Linked DNA regions of Hordeum vulgare: region 2 is linked to region 1. The links are chromatin contacts, called in public Hi-C maps. All regions are on one chromosome and are shown on one strand. Each heading gives the region's core, a stretch centred on a gene start, on an enhancer-like site or on the middle of the called end of the contact. The rest is flanking DNA. Distances are from core to core; before and after follow the strand shown.

The links. Hi-C and Micro-C count contacts between places; a contact is called where the count stands out from the background.
Region 2: a contact with region 1 is called in a Hi-C map of leaf, with 5 times the contacts expected there. The contact joins the promoter of LOC123401300 here to the promoter of LOC123447376 in region 1. A contact is called at or near these places in 3 of 6 Hi-C or Micro-C datasets (leaf and seedling) and 1 of 1 datasets of contacts at active chromatin or transcription factors (embryo).

What each region holds. Positions count from the first base shown.
Region 1 is chr1H:480,323,596-480,327,103 of MorexV3_pseudomolecules_assembly, reverse strand. It overlaps LOC123447376 (regulator of MON1-CCZ1 complex), which reads left to right and starts at 1,280. Exons shown (of 14, transcript XM_045123983.1): 1 at 1,280-1,608; 2 at 2,661-2,762.
Region 2 is chr1H:480,722,494-480,725,982 of MorexV3_pseudomolecules_assembly, reverse strand. LOC123401300 (lipoyl synthase 1, chloroplastic-like) reads right to left here and starts at 1,587. Exons shown (of 8, transcript XM_045095078.1): 1 at 1,435-1,587; 2 at 794-1,330; 3 at 515-696; 4 at 342-432; 5 at 108-265. The coding sequence starts at 1,587. It overlaps LOC123447445 (protein PAT1 homolog 1-like), which reads right to left. Exons shown (of 5, transcript XM_045124050.1): 5 at 1,759-3,489. The coding sequence ends at 2,200.

The sequences.
Region 1 (3,508 bases), core at 31-2,530:
TCGTCGTGTGGCCTCCTCCCGAAGCTTCCTGGGTCCAAAATCGTCCAGAAAAATTACCAAAAAGTTTCATCGTGTTTGGACTCCGTTTGGTATTGACTTTCTCATATGTCAAAAACACGGAAAACAGGAACTAACAGTAGGCACTGGGTTAATAGGTTAGTCCCCAAAAGTGATATAGAATAGCACATTATTGCATATAAAGCATCCAAGATTAATAATATAACAACATGGAATAAAAAAAAGATACACTGGAGACGTGTGAGTAGCGCCGCGAGAGGAGAGGCACAACATGTCGCCATGCATCACGACGACCGCTCTCGGCAACTCGCGCTCCGTCGGTGAGGTCACCTTCGTCGACCAAGCCACTACCTCCAACTTTCTTCATAGCCCGCATTCCTATGCTTGCACGCACAAGGGAGCAGGCGCAACCATGGTATCGTTGCCCCTGAGTGATTCGATGTCCCATGTGCTTCTCGTCTTTACCGTCCTCAGCCCAGCCATCTTCCACCACCGTCTGCCTCGGGCGTGGCCACCGCCATCTGAACGTCCTGCAGCTACCGACACCATCTCCCACACGCCACATGCTATGTTGAAGAAAAACATCTGTTGCAAAAGTTTTTCTTTTCAACATGACCTATTTTGCAAAAAAAAGTCGCAAACATTACCTCTCTTGAAATGATGGAGGGCGCCTTTCGATGGCAATAAATCTAATGGCTCGTAGCACGTCTCGTACCGATACAAAACTGAAGATTAGGGAGGAGGATCTATCAGAAACCTATTCCCTCCGTTCCTAAATATAAGTCTTTTTAAAGGTTTCATTAAAAGATTACATATGAATGTACATAGACATATTTTAGAGTGTATATTCACTCATTCTACTCCTTATGTAGTCCTCTAATGAAATATCTATAAAGACTTATATTTAAGAACGGAGGAAATAATAGTGTGGGGGAGTAATTATATTTATCTCCATTATTTTGGATGTACAAAGTCGTGTGACCCGAACCCGAAAACCTGAGTTCGACCCGACCCGACCCGAAACAACTAAGGTTGCACTTTTCATATTAAAAATATACTATTATTTGAAGTATTTTAGGTGAATGCATCAATATAGCATACCATACCTATATTTTCTTATAAAACCCTTTTGGAGGCAATTCAGGCTTTCAGGGCCATTGGGCTTCGGGTTCAGGCCGGGCTATTCCTGGTACAGCGGATCATTCGGCCCAGCGTCATGCCCAGGCCCAGGCCCAGACACCGCGCCGAGCCGAGCCGAGCCGTGAATTTTTTCGATCTCGACTGCTAGCGAATCCATCTCCCGGACGGACCTTCTTCTCCATCCCTGCCTCATCGTGGACCGGCCGGTGAAGAAGACGACGGTACGAGCTCGCGCCACCACCACCCCCAACCAGGAGACTCAAATCCCAACCCCTCTTCGCTCGACCGCCCCCCCAGCTCGAAGCCCCCCTCGAATTTCCCTGCTGCCGCTGCTGTTTACCCCTCTCCCCACTGGTATGGTCGCGTGATCTGGCCGGGGTTTGGATGAAGGAACGGAAGCCGGCGGCCCCCTCTGCGTTGACCCGGATCCTCGCCACCTGCGCGTCCCAGGTGCCCGCTCGCTCGCCCGTCCACTCGTTAACACCCCCCTTTTCACCTGCCGACAAGTGTGATGGTTCGCTCGTTATTACCCTACCTGCTGCGGTCTCTAGGTTGCTGTACGCCGGTGCAGGATAGGGGATCAGATTGCGCTTGTGGTGGTCGTTTTTTTTGGTCAGCAGCAAGTGGTCATGGTAGATTTGGTGGATTTGTGAGGTTTCCCCTCGCAGATTGGTTTGTTGCTGCTGGGAAGATCATGATGGGTGATGGATAAACTGTTGCAATTGGTGTCTCTTTGCTTGTTGTTATACCTGGTAGGTACCACGTAGTACTGATCCGTGTGCGCGTCAGCTTAGTCCTGATTTTGATTTTGGGCCACAAGGAGGATGTCTGCTGCTTAGTTGGCACCCTACTCTGCCCTTGGGTGATTATATTTAAGAAGCGCACTTCAATTTATTATCCCTAATTTTTGCTGCCGATTTTTCATGTTGTTACACTGAGTCAGATGGCATCATATGAATGGTAGCTAAGTCGGAGTGTGAGTGTGAATTGAAAGTATCCATACACATTCCCATTTTATTTTTTGAGAAACAGAATACGTACTTAGACACTCACAAAGACGTACATACACTCATTCCTATGAACGCACACAAACGCACCCTACCCTTATAAGCATCTCCGGGAGACCGAGCCGGCCAGTCTTGAGATAGATGAAGTCACCACATGCACATCTTAGTCGATGAGAACATGTCTCCCATTGAATGAACATCGCCGAAAAGCCTGGAATAAATTCAGGAAAATGCGAGCACCCGTGCCAAGTCTAGGACTTGAACCTAGGTGGGCTGGTTCCACCACAAAGAACATAACCATCTGAGCTACACTCAATTCGCCCCAAAGAAATAATTTGACGCTGAGGGGTTGTGTAACTTGCTGTACTAGTGATACCATATGCAATTCAAATTGCTAGTGCTAACTGGCTTGGTGAAGATGAGTGAATACTCAATGACCTTATGATCTTTTTTTTTTATGTCGCGAGTGTTCTATTTATCAGCTATGCTATGCAGGCAAAAGATTATGGGAGATGCATAGCAGCAAAGGTCCCTGAGATTGAACATAATATGTGTTCTAAGGAGTTTCTAGCACTCAGACAATGCATGCAAACTGCGGTAATCTTTTCCATTACTAAGAAAATAGTTTGGTTGTATCACATCATACTGTTACAACTTTCACCTGTACAATTAAGCACCCAATTCAATTGGAAATGCCCTTCGGTTGCTCTAAATAAATCACTGTTTTCTTTTTGGCCAACAATCAACTTCTCTACCAACTTTTGTTCCTCCTCTTACTTGTTTCCTTTTTTGTTCCACTGCTGCTGTGTACTCCGTCCATCTTCCTCTTACGACACTATGCCATTTCCACCACCGCTGGCGAGGTTTTGGGAGTGGATGGTGGCTCTCTGCACCCATGGGGCTTAAAGGGATGACCCGGTGGAGATGGTAGGTCATCTGGGCATGTCAAGAACATTGGGGGGGGGGGGGATGATCTGGGTGAGAAAGATGTTGGTTGATGCTAGGAGGCGGATCCAGCGGTAATATAGCTGCGGCAACATGGATGATGGCGGGGGCAATGGATTAGATAGCGACCACTGAGAGAGTGGGGATGAGGGAATGGTCGGTGTTGGTGCTGGAGGGCAACCCTCATGCGCCAGAGCAACTCTTGTGATGCAGGGGGCAGCGGACCTTGGGGAATGGGTGGCAGTGAGTATGGGATGATCGGGAGGTGAGAGCAGGGTGAGAGAAGTCTAAAGAGTTGAGGGCTAATCTTGGTCCCATGGTCCAGAAATTTGACTGTGGGCCAATTGGAAAAAAAGTTGACTGTCAGTGTGCAGTTCCTAAATTAATTAATTTTGTTG
Region 2 (3,489 bases), core at 338-2,837, 400 kb before region 1:
ACGATATAGTGCTTTAGAGGACTCTCCTAGTTAGTATGCACGAAATGATGTGGAGCACAATAGACTGAGCAACATACAGTAAAAAGTAAGTGAGAGAAGCGCATTACCCTGCTCGGGGATCTCTAACTATCCTCTGCATACTCCTCACAGTTTCGATGTTGTGCGCATACACATCTAGGCCAGAGTTTGCCAAAGACGCGACTGCCTCGAGGTCGCCTCGAAAATCTGAGGTCAGACACTCCACCAGTATTGTAGGCTTCAACTCCTGAACAGAAGCCCCCAAAACTATCACATGGTAGATTCACCGACTGAATCAGCAAGCTAAGGCGTCAGGGACAAACCTTGAGAGCCCTTACTGTTTCGGCGAAATGGCCGCTTCCACCATCAGGGATGTCATCCCTGTCGACGCTTGTCAGCACAACATAGTCCACTCTGCAAAGAAACACCGTTTATCAGATAATTTGTACTACTACCATCTTCTTCTTAGCATGCCGATACATGTCAGTGACCGTACCCCCAACTCGCAACAGCGACGGCTGTTTTCAGAGGCTCGAGGGCGTCCGGCGGCGCAGGCTTGTTGCTGGTCTTGACGGCGCAGAACCGACAGCCCCGGGTGCAGGTGTCGCCGAGGAGCATGATGGTCGCGGTGGCGATGCCGTCCCCTTCCCCGCCGGCGCCGCCGCCCCCGTTCCAGCACTGCAGCATGCAAAATCATCACCGAATCGCTGAAAACGTTGGCCCGAGCCACGAGCACGGCGGCTCCGTGGCAAGAAGACGGATCGATTCTAAGTACCTCTCCGATGTTGGGGCACTGGGCCTCGACGCAGACGGTGTTGAGCTTGAGCTCGCCGAGCGACTCCCTGAGCCTGGCGTACTTGTCCCCCTGCGCGGCCCGCTGCCGCAGCCACGCCGGCTTCCTCGCCTCCGGGTCCCTCCCCGTGAACGGCGTCGGCGGGGCCCATCCCGACGCCGACGACGACGACGCCGCCGACCCGCCGTGGCATCTCACCGCCGGCGCCGGGCTGGGCCGAGCGAGGAAGCCCCGGGCCCGCGGCGGGGGAGGCGGGGGCGGAGGCCGGGCGAGCGAGCTCTGCATTGTTGGCGCGCGGAGGGATCGAGGCCGGTTGAATTGAACCCTAGGGCGCCATCGCTGTGCCGCTGTGTGGTAAGCGCGGCGCGGGGCGATGGTTCCGAAGCGGCGGGGGGAGAGGGGTTTCGGGTGTGACGGATTCGCCCCTGAGATCTGGCGCCTGGGAGGGAGGCGGAGTGCACGGGGTGACACGGAGGGCAGGATGGGTATCTCGCGGGGAGACGGTGGTCGCTCCGAAGCCTCGCCGTGTTTTTAACTGACACCGGCTTGCAGTTGCAGCTAGCTTTGACTCTTGACCTTATGTGTGTGTGTGTGTGGTGGGTGCGATGGGGCCAACGCCGTGCCGTGTTGGACGCGCGGCGTCGGAGGCGGGGAGAAGGCGACGGCGGCTCCGCGTCGAGATCCGGGGGAGCTGACCGTCGCCGGCCGAGGCTTTCACCTGTGAGTAGCAGCAGTCTGCCGTTGTTGTTGTCAAAGCTCATACGATCTTCAGTCATTTGCTTTTCTTGCCTGCACATGATAGCGGTGTGCCAAATTACCTGCATACACAAATTTCCAGTAACAAAAAGCCCGATTTTGCAGCGCCAACCGCAAAAGAATATAACACGAAACCTGACGAATGCTACAGCAGTAGGCAACGAGAGAAGAAGACACGAATCACATGAAGCTCACAAACAAAGGATCTCACGCATGTATGCATATCAATCTCACAATGCATGTAGATGGAGCAAACTGAGCTTCAACACTGCCACCACTCACACAAGAAGAAGCAAACACAAGACAGTGTAGAAACTCTACTCGCACGGCCACTGCTATCCGACCCACAACCTTGTTTTTCACCGGAGAAAATAAGGGTTAAAACTAGGTTTCCATCTCCTCCATCACTGCACAAGTTACAACAGGGTACATACACGGACAATCTGTCATGGATATATAACCATCAGGCGGGGGTATTATACACCCGCACGAAGGAGAATGCTTGTTCTAGAAAATTAATAATCTCCATCCTAGGCACTGTCAAACTTGATCCGAGCCAATGGAACTTCTCCAGGCTCGCACACATCCTGCGAGGCACCTAATCACTGCCTGAAAGACAAGCGGCGCATAGTTTAACCGGGAACAGGTTCGGAAGCAGGACGCCCGCCGCTCGCGCCCGAGTGGTTGTAGCCGATCACAGGCATAGACTTCCGGGCAAAGTCAAGAAGCATCTGGCGTTGTTCTTCGCTGGTGTGTGGAAGGCTTGCACGCAGCAGCTCGGCGGGCATCTCCCTGCTGACGGCCTTCGAGGCTTCAGGTCCGCCCATTGAGTCGGATCCCTGCATGGTGAACCTCTGCAGAATACTCCCATACTTGCTGTCGCAGTATTTCGTCAGAAGTCCAAAGAAAGCATCGAACGATGCCTGCCAAAGAGAACGGGTTGACCTGCTGTAGCTGGCTGCAGAATGGGGATCTGCCAGTAGCTCAGTTGCTCTATCCAGTACTGATTTGATGATTACTGAAGCCCCGTCGCCAGCAGAGCTGCCAAGAGGGCGCAGAGGTGGCTGTTGCGGTGAGCAGACAACAGCCGCAAGGCAGGCGCTGAGGGCGCTGAGCTCCATGTGATGCACGCAAGATGACACGGTCTTGGCAAGACTAACTGTTGTTTCTGCAGCACCAGAATCTGACGGCAAACCCCCAAACAAGCTCCTAAGATGCCGAAAGATAGCCATGCAAACTATGCGGGTCAGCTCACTTCCGGGTGCAAGAAGTCGGAGATACCGTGCCAAAAGTTTGCGTCCTTTAGGGAGAGAAACAATGCGGAGAAAAATAAGGTCATCTGTCGGAGCCAATCCTGATGAATTGCCAGGTTTGTTGGGGCCAAAAGGGTCAACAAGCTCAAGTGATGTAGCTAAACCTTCAAGGAGGACCTGTCGCCTTCGCCTCAGCTGGAAGCTGCTGTCCTGTGCCTGGCTAGACTGTAACACGCGGTCAATATCATTTACATCTAGAAGAAGACATATACCATCCTCAACGGTAATTCTGGCTGCCAACATTGGCTCTTTCTCCAGTGGCCTCGTAGATGACTTGTGACCATCACCAGATGAAAGAATATCAACTTCAAGAAGAGGGCGAGGCCTACGTATGGAAGAGAATGACACTCTTCCAAGAGAATCAACCTTTAGGTATGAATGCTGATCACCACCAGACCTAGACTTTGAGTGGGAGTCTTTTATTGACGCAGGGGAGAAATTCATCTTCTGCTGAGAGTTGGCAGATCTTTTGGCTATACAAGCTTGGTGGTAGTAGTCATCGACGTAAGGATCATTGCTGTGACTACCAGAGTGCTGCATTCTTAAAATAGTATTAATCTCTTCGGATGACATATACTTTGATCTGAATTTTGTTCCTCCAGTGTCAAC